2 separate regions of the Mus musculus genome follow, and region 2 is linked to region 1. The links are chromatin contacts, called in public promoter capture Hi-C maps. All regions are on one chromosome and are shown on one strand. The core of a region is the stretch at or near the end of the contact, and the rest is flanking DNA. Distances in the headings are between cores, read along the strand shown.

The links. Promoter capture Hi-C pulls out the DNA fragments that hold promoters and counts their contacts.
Region 2: a contact with region 1 is called in a promoter capture Hi-C map of pre-B cells. The contact joins the promoter of Vxn here to the enhancer-like site in region 1. A contact is called at or near these places in 10 of 39 promoter capture datasets (the 3T3-L1 cell line, 3T3-L1-derived adipocytes, the C10 cell line and 6 more), 4 of 484 Hi-C or Micro-C datasets (the C10 cell line, bone marrow-derived macrophages, cerebellar granule neurons and 1 more), 4 of 115 datasets of contacts at active chromatin or transcription factors (the 230-238 cell line, differentiating embryonic stem cells, embryonic hindbrain and 1 more) and 3 of 9 other capture datasets (adipose tissue, liver and pancreatic islet).

Annotation. Positions count from the first base shown.
Region 1 is chr1:9,673,122-9,676,874 of GRCm38.p6, reverse strand. It overlaps Mybl1 (myeloblastosis oncogene-like 1), which reads left to right. Exons shown (of 15, transcript NM_001290397.1): 10 at 540-908; 11 at 2,988-3,130; 12 at 3,660-3,753. Among named protein-coding and RNA genes, the nearest start is that of Mybl1, 25 kb to the left of the region's middle. Within about 2 kb of position 2,159, at least 6 of the 459 cell types and tissues checked have an H3K27ac peak or open chromatin away from gene starts, as enhancers often do. A contact at or near this core is called in bone marrow-derived macrophages and pre-B cells, where this site is marked.
Region 2 is chr1:9,599,266-9,603,018 of GRCm38.p6, reverse strand. Vxn (vexin) reads right to left here and starts at 1,752. Exons shown (of 6, transcript NM_178399.4): 1 at 1,369-1,752. The coding sequence starts at 1,435. The region is part of intron 3 of 2610203C22Rik (RIKEN cDNA 2610203C22 gene); the gene reads left to right.

The DNA of each region.
Region 1 (3,753 bases), core at 910-3,409:
CATGACAATTATGTGCTTGGCTGAATGGAATTTCTAAATCAAAGTATATGTTCCATATACATATTACCAAATGGTTATAGAGTTTCATGGTGTTTTCTTGTTAAATAGAATGGTTGTATGATAAATTATTTTTTTTAATAATAGCCTAAAATAATCTGTTCTTTTTATGTAAAATATTCTGATAGAAAATTTCAGCTACTGCATTAGATGAAACATTATCTTGGTATTATAAAAAATTGTAGTATTTTCTAAGGTGGTTATGCTTAATTAAAGAAAGATGTTTAGACAAAGCTTGCTTTTACTGGTTAAAAATGAGTAGCTTTTTTCTTTGGTTTCTCTGTATAGCCTGGCTGTCCTGGAACTCACTCTGTAGACCAGGCTGGCCTCAAACTCAGAAATCTGCCTGCCTCTGCTCCCAAGTGCTGGGATTAAAAGCATGGGCCACCACTGCCTGGCTGTAAATAACTTGTTAAAAATTATTATCATGTGTTACTAAACTGTTAAGAGCTTAACTTTATTAAGAGTTCATTTTTTTGTAGGATCCTGTAGCATGGAGTGATGTTACCAGTTTTGATCTTTCTGATGCTGCTGCTTCTCCTGTCAAGTCTACTCCAGTTAAATTAATGAGAATTCAACATAATGAAGGAGCCATGGAATGCCAGTTTAACGTCAGTCTTGTACTTGAAGGGAAAAAGAACAGTCGTAATGGTGGAGACAGTGAAGCTATTCCTTTAACATCCCCAAATGTGGTCAAGTTTAGCACTCCTCCAACCATCCTCAGAAAGAAGAAAAGAATTCGAGTGGGTCAGTCTGCAGGCAGTGAGCTTGGCGATGGCTCACTTAGCGAAGTTGGTAATGCAGCACTCAAACACACACCAGTGAAAACACTACCATTTTCTCCTTCTCAGGTACAAGTGTTTTACATTTGCCGATGGTGACTAAGTTAGACCTTTAGTATCTTTAAAAGCAATTGACTGTTTTTTTTTAAATCCACAAAAATAGATATGTTTAATTGTATGCATGAGAATGGTAAACCCAGAAAGTCAGAAAGGGTAATATTCGCATCACAGCACCATAGACTTTCAAGAGTTAAAAGGGAAGTTTCCTTTGTCATGTAGTCCTATTTCTCGATAAGACTGAGGAAAACTGGCCCCTAAAAAGTAAAATGATTTATTTGCCCAAAGGTCTCTAATGCAGAGCTGAGACTAAGATCTAGTATGACTCTTTGATTCTTGATTGTTCAGCATATATTCCTGACATGGTATAAAGAGACCTTATCAGCAATTTAGATTTTCATTTATATGTTAATTTTCCTCTTTGACAGTCTTTGGAAGAAATGAAGATAGCAGTTTACTCTAAGAATCTCATGTTTTGATGTCCAAGACCATCTGCTTTAGTCCTTAGTGATGTTCCAAGGAGCAGATGTATACATTAGGATTATTTTTTTATTGGGCACTTGTTATATTCCAGGCTGTGTGTCTCTTCTTACAGCATCTCCTGTTAATCTTCTTTCAAATGACATTGGAAGCCAAAGGGAGTAAGTTTTAAAATGAAGCAACTTGTGTTTTGATATTTTAATTTCTTCCCTGTTGCTGAGATAAAATATCCTGACAAGCAATGTAAGGAGGAAAGGATAGAATTATTTTAGCCCCCAGTTCCAGGTGACAATGTTGTGGAAGTCACAGTGGTAGAATTTGAGACAGCTGCGCATGTCAATATCCACTATGAGTGCGTGCATGAATACATGCTGCTGTTGCTGCTCAGCTTCGTTTCTGAGGCCCTCCAGAATCTGCTACTAGGGGAATGGTTCTTCCACTTTTAGGCTGAGTTTTGCCACCTCATTTAACCCAATTAAGGGCCTCACAAGCTAGCACAAGCCCATTTCCCAGATGATTCTAGGTTTTGTCAAGTTGACAGCATTAATCATCACATAAATGTTAAAAGAGAAGTAGGGAGCTTAATGATCAAATATGGAGAATTCTGGAATTTATTGAAGGTTTGTTTTAAGGTTGGGAAGGTGGTAGGTATGGTAGTACATAATAGCTACTGTGGTCTGAAAATGTTTGAGATAATCCAATTTGCATGGTCTACAACGTCCTTTAGCTCTCAAGTTCAGAATTATCCCAGGGAAAGTTTCCACTTCCAGAGCTTTATATGTTAGTAGTTTTTACTGAAGTCGATTCTATCTAGAAAGCAAGTAGATGATACTTATATCCCATGACATTTGGATTTCATCCTGTGAAAGACTTTGATATTTAATTCTAGGTGAGGTGATTCAAATATTAGGAGACAGGAGTGATAGAGCTTGAGTAGATTGCACTTGTAAGTGGCACTCTTGAAGCAATTTCTACTTCCTCATATCACTACTGCTAGTCTGCTAGCTACAAAAGTAAATTAGGATTTCATAGTAGTATGAAATGTTAAGTCTCATTGTATAGTTTAGAAAGTGATCTCATGTATTGTCTGCTTAAAGTATCTGGTCTGTCTTCTAGACAGGCAAGTTTGCCTGGCATTTAACTTTCAATAAATAAGCTAATTGGTGTCTTTACAGGTATGCACATACACCCAGTCTGTTATTCTATTCTGAGTTCAAGATACTCGGAGAGAAAAATGCACTTGGCCTTATTCACAGTTGTTTTTTTCAATTATACTCTTATCTCAGACCAGGAGATAGTTGTTGTAACAACTCTCGATGGCTTCTGTAGATCAGTACTTGATGTGCACTGCTTTATATTTTTGTGCTATTAGAAAGCATGACCGAGTTTCTGTAATGTTTAGTATGTGCTTATCTGCTCAAAGTGCTGGGAGGCAGCAGTCAACAGAACACAAATGTCTTGCCTTTATGAAGCTTAATTTCCAAGAAGTAGCATGTAAATGTAATATTACTGATAATCTTTTCCTAAAACAATAGAGAAGTCTTAGCAGTTTGATATTTATACAGGAACTTTGATGTTCTAAAAATTGTCTGAATTCACTTCCTCATTTAGTTTTTTAACACATGTCCTGGAAATGAACAACTTAATATAGAAAACCCTTCCTTTACATCAACCCCAATTTGTGGGCAGAAAGTTCTCATTACAACTCCTCTTCAGAAGGAAGCAACCCCCAAAGATCAAAAAGAAAATGTAGGGTAAGTCTGTATTAAATAATTATGTTAGGAAAAACTGGAAGCATGTTAGAAGTATGTCAGCATTTTATTCAAATGAATGGTGTATCCATAATCTTTAGTTCTATAGGATTTAGAAGTTTGTAATTGTTGTTTTTAAAGTCACATCCTCTTGTTTCTGTAGAATACTGGAAACTGGCTAAATTTAGCATAAAAATTTTATTGCAAGCAAAATATTCTTAGTACTTTTTTCTAAGTCATTTTTTCTTTAAAATTATACGAGTATAACCGACTCTAGACAACCATACTTTAGATAGCTCTGTGTGATGCATTAAAAATCATATGTCTGGTCTACAGAGTGAGTTCCAGGACAGCCAGGGCTACACAGAGAAACCCTGTCTTGGAAAAAAAAAACCCAAAAAACAAACAAACAAACAACAACAACAAATCATGTCTATATAAAAATATAGCTTATGCTTTTTATGGCTTTGCTTTTGTTAACATTTATGACCTCACATGTGACAATAATATAAATATCTGAATGACTGACTAGATTCAGAACTCCTACTATTAGAAGATCTATACTGGGCACCACACCAAGAACTCCTACTCCTTTTAAGAATGCACTTGCTGCTCAGGAAAAAAAA
Region 2 (3,753 bases), core at 503-3,002, 73 kb after region 1:
TGAGATTAGACCCCTTCTCACCTTCTCCTATCTTCCTTCCACCCTTCTCCAGGGCCACTGACCTCACTGATTTTATAACACATGGGTCCTTCTAGTCTTGTTTGCATGTGTTGCTCCAAAAATGTACCCATAAATACTATGCACAATTATCTTAGAGTTCCAAGTATGCTACTAAGCATAGATTGGTTTTCAGCTTGCTTTTTCTTTCCCCTTCAACACTGATCTATAGGTCTTATGTGGTAGATCAGCGGTATAGCTCTTGCTTACCTTGCATGGACAACTGGTTCACCACTAGCAATGCAACCCCACCCTACCCCCCCAAAAAACCCACAGAAACAAAAGGCAGAGATAAAGTAAATGGAAAGGCCACCTCTATACACACAGATCTAATTCATTCCTCTTCAGAAGGGTTGACTTTCAGAATCTCCAGAGCGAATTTCAACTCCTACACATGGGCACACTCCCAACTTCCCCTTTCCTCCCTTTCCCTCAGTAGTAGATGTTGAGAGCTCAATTTATGTTTAGCTGTTTGCCTGTGCCCAGGCTGAGTCTCCACCCCTGGTAACCCCCCTCAGTATTGGACAGAGGAAGAAAAGAATAGTTTGAATGTGTGCTCCCAGCACTAGCAAACATTCAAACCATTTTAGCCAAATATCACAGTCAAGCCAGGCGTAAGCCTGTGCCACAGCAGGACAAGGGGCTACAGGGTCAGAACAATGGCAAGGTAAAGCTGACTGGATCATCGGCCCTTCCTCAAATTTGGACTCACAAGCCCTTCCCAGGGATCCGCACCAATGGCCAGGACCCAGAGGTTATAACGTCAAGATTCCCTTTTGGTAGTTCCCTTTGTGGTCCTATGGATAAGTCAGCCTGGGGTCAGCTTCATTGCCTTTCTGGGTGTTTGATTGCCTTTCTGGAGTCTTTTCCCTCCCAAGTCAGATGGAGTTGGCTTTGGAACGGCTGATTCTCTCTTCAGAACCTGCCCTTTTTTTTTCCTTTACCGGAGACAATAAGAAAGCTTATTAGGCTGCCCTGGAAATTTTGTTTCCATCGTTGTCTCTTTAACAATCACTTATTGTCCCAGCCTTTGAGCCTGCTGGGTTGTCCGTTTCGAATTAAGTGAAGCAGGAAGGCTATGCTGTCCTCGTCCCCGCCTGAATAGATTGTTTCCCTATGATTGATGTTTATCCTTGTGCCCCTCTTCAGAAAAGGGGGACATCAAATGACATCGACACGAAGAAGCCAGCAGACCTCGGGACCCGAGGGTACCAAGTACTAGTGTACCTTAGTCCGACAGCACCGGGTCACCTCCCGCATAAGATGCCACAATAGGGGACGCCAAGAGCGGTTGTTAGGATTATTACTCACCCTTGGAAGGAATCACCGTGGTGAAAACTTCAATATTCTCATCACTGCAGCTGTAGATCTGATGCATGGTCTCAGCCCCCTGCCCTGCAGGGTGTCCGGGAGCCCGTGGCCTCTCTCTGGAGCCCTAGTCCCAGGGTCTCCTAAGCCAGTCTGGCTCTGTGATCATTGTGCAGGTCCACAAAAGGCAGGCTGCCTGTGCCTCTCATGACAGTCTCACCGCAGCAACATTTCCTAATCCCATCTGTCTTTTTTTTTTTCTTTCTTTCTTTCTTTCTTAAATGACTCCTATTATTGCAAACCTTTGATTGAACACGGAGCCTTCCGTCTCTCCCTCTCAGCTAGGATGTACTTAACAATTTTATTTTCCAGTGTCTGCCGCAGTGAATTTGGAAGTCTTTTGTGAAGTGACGAAGTGAATTCGCCTACTCAGTTAGCGCACAGCTTGGCTGGAGGATTTCACAGAAGAGGAATAGACGAAACGTCAGTTTTGCTATCAGTGTGCCCGGGTCTCATTCCAGAAAGGAAGGGCTTTTTCTCCTCCTCCAGGGGAACAGGATCTTCATTTGTCATATGTTAACTCCGCTCCCTTCAAAGTTTCTATTTTAAATAAAAGGACTGTTTTTTCACCACATATTTTTCTCAATCCACTTTGACAACAAGGCTTACATTTCAGGAGGTGAGAGTTTAGTGTTTCTTTGTACAACCCTACAGGTATGCATAGTCACGCAACAGGCAGTGCACACACCAAGGGACCCGTTTATAGGATAGTTATATTTTATTATCTTCTATATTGGAATGTATTTATTGCCTTATCTTTTTATGTTATATAGTCTATGGGTATGCTATATTTTCCTCATATAATCTTTCCTAATATATACACAAATAAATGTCATGGTAGCTATACATTTCATAAACATATATAAGCATATGCATTTTATCCAATCCCACTACTTTTTATTATGCTACACAGTTTCACACCATAAGACTGATGGAGTGTAATGAAATTAACAGTGACAGCTGCCCTATTAAATATTAGTTACAAGTCATGGAGCTAGCTATATGATATCATTGAGTATCTATAACTAACCAATGGCTCTAGCTAATTATTATTTTACCGTGGTATTCTCAAGAAACTGAAGTATGAAGACTTTAGCTTCTTTAATGATTAAAATAGCTAATTTGCACCAAAATTGGATTTAATCTCTAGATTGACTGAAAAGTTAATAAACTAGCTCCTCAAACTCTCTCTCTCTCTCTCTGTGTGTGTGTGTGTGTGTGTGTGTGTGTGTGTGTGTGTATGATGCTATAGCCCAGGCTGGCCCCAAACTCATAGCCTTCCCAAAGTAGGGATTACGAGTATTTACAACCATGTTCTATTAATTTCTAAAATTTTATTTAATGTGTATGTTTTGCCAGCATAGGACAACAGATCCCCTGAACTGGAGTTACAGGTGATTGTGACCTGCTATGTGGGTGCTGGGAATCAATTCATGGTCTTCTAGAAGAGCAGTTGGTGTTCTTAACCACTGAAACATCTCTCCAGTCTCTTTGTGTTCAATTCTTTAGTCTTGACTTGCCATTCTTTAACCTTGGGTGAACCTAGTTCATCATATTTTAGACATGGAGTTGTGTCTACTGATATTTCTGTACTGGACAAATGTTTGCTCCCTAGGTAGTTTTCAGCACTTCATCTCTTTCTCTGTGAATTACACCTATTATAGGGGGTGCCTCTGGCTAGCCATGTTTGCTCTATCTGAGGTGAATGGCTAATCCTATGTGCTGCCTTCTGCATACTGAAATGGGGCTTTGGTTTCAATTTCAGAGATATGATCTGGTCTTATAAATCCCAATCCAACAGTACAGGTTGGGGCAAGAGGATCACAGCCTAGATAATATAGAGAGTTAAGGCCAGAATAAGCTACATAAACAGACGTTATCTCAAAGACTAGCAAAACATAAGAAGAACTAGGATATGGCCAGCGAGACGATGCAGAGGGGAAATTGCTTGTTGTGTAGGTCTGAGGACATTATTCATTCCCCAGATCCCACAGTGGAAGAAGATAATTGACTCCCTAAGTTGTCCTCTGACCTCTATATGTATGCATGCATCCACACACTTTGATACACACAAAAAGAAAATGGTAGTAACAATGGACTGGACAGGCTCTTGGGAATATAAATCCCAAGTAAAGAGTTTTAGTTGAGGAGGGTACCTCCTTGGCCTCTATTCCCCTACACTGGGGGCATCTATCAAGCTTTCAAGACCTCTTTTCCCATTGATGTCCTCTACTACATATGCAGCTGGAGCCATGTGTACTCCTTGGTTGGTGGCTTAGTCCCTGGGAGCTCTGGGGAGGGGGGTCCTGGTTGGTTGATATTGTTGTT